Regions from separate parts of the Arachis hypogaea genome. Here region 2 is linked to region 1. Evidence: chromatin contacts called from public Hi-C data. All regions are on one chromosome and are shown on one strand. Each heading gives the region's core, a stretch centred on a gene start, on an enhancer-like site or on the middle of the called end of the contact. The rest is flanking DNA. Distances are from core to core; before and after follow the strand shown.

Region 1 (2,735 bases), core at 101-2,600:
ATATGAAAGATAAGTGTTGCATATCTTAATAAGCCTCCAACCTTCACAGGAATAACCTGTAACTTCAACTGAAATCGTTGTATGAACCACAATTTGTACAGATAACTTCTCACTTACCAAGTAGAGCAACTTCTTTCCTTGGATCAGGATTTATCTTTTCATTGGTTTTTCCTGCAATCCCATCGTCACAAGGCAAGAGCGAAGTAGAAGCAACATTAGACTGCATACTATCAGAACCACTAACCAAAGTCAACTTCCCAGAACCATAATTATTAGCCCTCCGGCGACGCCGAATTCCGGATCTTCTTTTCAAGCTCATAACCCTCTTCCCCTTAGCATCATAACCATTTTCATTCTCAACCAAAGGAAGCAAACGAGGCCCCGAACACGAACTACAAGAAGCCTCATCCTCCAACTCAACAACATCCCTATTATTGCCACATGAATGCCCCTTCACCCTAACAAGATCAAAAGGGAACCTATTCACTGCCATCACTTGAATTGAGCATATCTTTGTTGAAGGCCACTCAAATAACAGTTTGTGAACACAGAAAGTGCTGTTCATATACCCAAAACTACCCTTGCAGGGGCATGGCATAAAGAGCCCGAAAAACCAGAAGAATTTGGAGGCAAAGAAAGCAAAAGCTGACCCACATAGCAAGAAGTAAGCTATAACAAGGTCAATAAATGCTCCAATCAGACCTCCAAGGGTCCAAGAATGAGATTCATGCAAATCCATGTTCTCCCCCTTTATGAACTCAAAACCCGAGTTTCCCCTTCAAGAAGAAGCATTTCACCATCACAAAAACAACACACCCCAAGCAAAATCCAAAATTTCCATACACCAAAATATCTCAATTCAAAAGCTGAAAGGGTTCAAGATCAAACCTCAAAGCAGGTGATGATAGAATAACTTGAAGAAAAATACAAAAAAACAACAGAAACTCAAGATCATGCTTAAAATGAACAATTATAAGCTCGCAAATTCTAATTTCAATTTCCAAAACGCTGAACACTATTCTTCGTTGCTAAACGACAAAAGATAATAAGAACAAATTGGATTTAGGAGGAGGTTGGTGGTTAATAGTTGAGAATTTAAGTAGGAATAGTAAAAGGCCCAAAAGGAGATTAGATTAATGAAGAACAAGAACAGTAATGGTGAAGGTAATGATGATTGTGCAATGAATTTTTATGAAGATTCCCATGTGATGTTTTTAAAGAAAGAAAGAGCTATTATAAAATGGTTTTGTTTTATTGCATCATGCGCTTCAAACAACTTTTCTATTTTTTTTTTCATTTCATTGTGCGCTTGATTGAGACAAAGACTAGTATGCTCTCTTTGGCTGCTTTCTTAGAACAAAGGGAAAGTGCAATTAATATAGGCGCACAGTGAAGTCAAACGACGTCGTTTGGCAGCTAACTATTTTTTTTATTTTTTATTATATTGGAAAAACAACCATTTGTACTCATGAACTTTACGAACATTGACAAAAGTATCAATTAAAGAAGAAAACTAATGTTGTATCCATCAAAGATAGATTTCGTAAGACAAAAGTGTCCAAATCCTAAATCTATGTTGACTTTTTAATAAAATTCCAGAATTACGTCCACCATTATCTTCAACCCCTCCTCTCTTCTTTCTCAAATCTCAAACACCTCCATTGCCTAAAAATCCTAATCTCAATACCTAAAAACCCCAAATTACCATTTTCCTAATCCTAATTTCAATACCCCTTTCAACAAATTTCAACCCTCTCTTTATTCTTTTCATCAATTTTACCACCTCCTCCACCAACACCATCATCACCGCCACCATCACCAACTGTCAACATCATCTTCCTCCGTCTCCACTATCACAGCCATAAACAACAACAACTTCACTCTAACTTTTAATTTTACTTCTCATCATCACTTCTCCAATCTCAAATCTTATCAACACTCTATTACCGCTATTAACATCACCACTCTTCCTCCATCACTTTCAATACAATGTCAGAAGGAGGAGAACCTTTGGATGCTAAAAATTGAAACTTTGGCAAGATCGCTTTGGTGGGGTCGCATGTGAGTAACACAGGAATCTTGCACATGATGGTGGTGATTTGGGAAAGTGAGAAAGTTCAACTTCGTTAATTATATAATAAATTTGTAATTTGTACTATTGTAAATATAGGATCTTTTTTCATGGAGTACATGAGCTTGAAGTGGACCTAGGAGGAGTTGAATCATACCACAGGACCTTGCGCGCTGGATCTCGGTTCATTCTCACTTCCGGAGCTTCTTCATCTAGCGTTGCGTGGAAACGGATGGATTGCCTGGTCGCCTTGTTGTCGTCTTTGTCATCGTCAGCATGGAAAGATGGGGCAGTGGTGGTTAGTAGAGTAGTAGAGAATAGAAGGTGGTTAAGGTAGTGGCAATGGAGGTGTTTGAGATTTGGGAAAGAAGAGAAGAGGGGTTGAAGATAAAGGATGGGGTAATTCTGGAATTTTATTAAAAAGTCAACATAAATTTAGGATTTGAGTACTTTTGTCGTACGGAATCCATCTTTGATGGATACAACGTTAGTTTCATTCTTTAATGGATATTTTTGTCAGCGTTCATAAAGTTCATGGGTACAAATGGTTGTTTTTCCTTATTATATTCTTGGTCGAATAGAATAAGGACTAATTTCTGTCGCACGTTAAAATTCTAGTTAAAAATTTGTACTAACTAATAAATTCACAAGACAAAATTGGAGC
Region 2 (2,982 bases), core at 365-2,864, 150 kb after region 1:
TGTACATCCCTATTTGACTAATCACATCCTAGTTTTACACCATTAATATATTCTAATTAAATCAATAAAATATCAAAGATAATATTTAGACGGTATTGATTGTCCGTCTAAAATTTTCTTACCATTAGTACATAAAAATTAAATTATTAATTTAAGATATTGATTTAGTTTGATATAAGTTGTTACTAAGATAAGATTCAATTTGACTCCTGACTTTTAAGTATGCTCAATTTTTTCTTGAATTTTATAACTACAAAATCACGTTGGTCTTTTTCAATTTGATCCATTATATTTTTGACATAAGGTATAACTTGTTTTAATGTTATAGAACTTGAACCTTATCTTTTATGTTGTAGTACCAAATACTTATGAGCATGGATCTTAACAGATATCAAAGAAGAAGAATGTTATGATCCTTACCGGATAGAATCGCCGGTGTAGCCGCAATCGATCCGGTAGCTCTTCCTTAGCAACTTATTTGGAAAGTCAGCCATAGCATTCATGTAGGCGGCTCGTGGAAGCGGCCGGATTTCAAGCGAAGAAATTACCGGCGAACCACCATCTGAAACCGCAATCAAACAGAGTGGCAGAGTGTCCTTATTAACCATCCATAAGAACTCTTCAGTCCATGGATCATGCTCAGAAAGATTAACAGTGGCAGCAATTGAAGTCCCAAGAGAAACAGAGAATGTAGGAGGCACTGCAAGTCCATCATAATTCTTGTACACGAAATTTGCTCTAACAAGAACCAAATTAGTTGCATTGTTCATTGGTATTCTGTAACATTTTCGCCGTCTTGAATTCGAGAAGAATCGCGCCGAGACATTCGTTGAGACTGAACCATCAGTGTAAGTAATGGTTGTAGTCTTGCCTGTGGTTATGTAATTTGTGTCTGGAACCCATGAAATGTTATTTGAATCAATGAAACTTTTTCTTCCACCACAAGAAAGACTCAAGAAACCTGTCCCCAGGAAATTCTATTAGAAAACTTTTATGATGGTAGCATCACATAATGTTAGACTCTTTGGAATTCAAATAATGAAAAATTTTAAACTCAATCTAAATTATATAATTTCTGATTTTAATTAATCACAAAATGGAATGAAAATTGTGTTTTTTTTAAGCACCAGCATGACTTACAAATTAAAAATTGTAACAACTCATGCATGTTCCAGTTTAAATAATGCAGCAATTTTTTTTAAGAGAAACCATATTAAATCAGATTCAAGACCTCTATTTTGTGAACTGAATGATCTCAAAATCTTAAGTATTTTAACTAAGAAAAAATGGCTAAAGAAATAGCTAGATAAATGTGCAGTTGTTTAATCAATCTTACAAAAATAAAAATAAAAGAAATGTCATTATTCTATGGATATAAGTATAGACATACACATACCATCTTGTTCACAGAAAGTGACAAACCAGAAGCTATGAAAAAGAAAGAAGCAAGCCCATGCATCCCTCAGTTCCATGAATACTGACTCCAACTCTCAATTTTCTCAACCATAGAATAGAAGAGCATAAATTAAAGGAAATGCTTTAAAAAAAATAGTGTCACATTTCATAATTATGATCATTTGTAGTTGTATAAAGAAGAATGATGAAAGTGTATTGAAGACATAGGTAAAGGCTTGAAGGAAGGGAAAAGTTTCACAAAAAGTGGCAATTTAGAAAATGAGGTGCAAGTTTGGTAGGTAGAAGAAATTATTAATGATGATTGTAAAACTATGTTGAAGCATAATAATTAAAGGAGAAAATTTGAGTGATGTATGCAGGGATGTTATGATTAAAGATTTGCTGAGTCATTGAAATTTGGCAACTGGTTAGTGGATTGCCGGTTATTGTATACTTTTATTTTTTTCTCAATGTTTAACACTATGCTATGCTAATTTCTGATTTAATTTTGAGTAACTAAATTGATGTATTAAATCTTGAGAAGTTATTTTGAATATTAATCAATTTTAAAATTTTTGTTTTTGGATAAACATGTTCAAAAAATAAAAGAGTATTTTAAAGTCTATTATTACCTGATAACTATTGTGATAAGAAGTTGAGTTGGATGTCCATTAATATATGGCGGCTCAGTTTCTCAAGGAAGGAAATTTTTGTTCTTCAATAAATGAAGTGTGGAAAAATAATGTTCCATATGTGTATAAATAGAGGCTTAAGCCTCTTATGGCATACATCAATAACAACTACAATTTTCTCTCTCTTTTATATTATCCTCTCTCTCTTCATATAATATTAGTAAATATATTAATCATCCTTATTATATTGAGATAGTAATCATTGTGAATATTATTATTAAAGCTATCTAATTATATTATATTATTTTATAATTACATCTTCCTTATTTATTTAGTTGTTTTACAACACGTTATCAGCACGAAGCTCTAACGAAGTTTTAGGAAGACTTCAGATAATAAATTTTTATTATGTCGAAACTCTTTCATCTTGAATTTAATGCTCTTAATATATTTAGAAATAATTATTTATCATGGATACTAGATGCTAAAATCCATCTTTGATTCAATGGATCTTGAAGATATCATTAATGCTGAAAATAATACATCCTAGAAGGATAAAGCCAAATCCATGATTTTCCTTCGTCATCATCTTGAAGTATGATTGAAAAATGAATATCCCACACTAAAAGATTCTGCAGATCTGTGGAAAGACCTTGAAGAAAGGTACAATCATGTGATACTTCCTCAAACTCGATATATTAGGGAAAATTTTTTCGACCTTCCATGCCTCGAATGTGCTCCTGCAGCAGTAGTATCGAGAAAAAGAATTTAAAATTTTTTTTTAGCTCTTGCTTTCTTGTTGCTGAACGCAACAATGAGGTGCTCTTAAGAAATCATGAAACGCGCCCAGCTGGCGCCGCCCATTTTCTGAAGCAAATGCGGCAAATTATAACCCAGAAGAGGTAAATGGCAAGATTTTGATAACAAGAAAAATTATGGAAGGAAAAGAAATTAT

Evidence for each region. A called contact is a pair of places that touch in the nucleus more often than the background predicts.
Region 2: a contact with region 1 is called in a Hi-C map of an unstated tissue, with 2.5 times the contacts expected there. The contact joins the promoter of LOC112727697 here to the promoter of LOC112727696 in region 1. A contact is called at or near these places in 2 of 8 Hi-C or Micro-C datasets (leaf and an unstated tissue).

The regions. Positions count from the first base shown.
Region 1 is chr12:90,459,739-90,462,473 of arahy.Tifrunner.gnm2.J5K5, forward strand. LOC112727696 reads right to left here and starts at 1,351. Exons shown (of 3, transcript XM_025777561.2): 1 at 118-1,351. The coding sequence starts at 739.
Region 2 is chr12:90,606,672-90,609,653 of arahy.Tifrunner.gnm2.J5K5, forward strand. LOC112727697 (probable LRR receptor-like serine/threonine-protein kinase At5g48740) reads right to left here and starts at 1,615. Exons shown (of 17, transcript XM_025777562.3): 1 at 1,397-1,615; 2 at 421-961. The coding sequence starts at 1,472.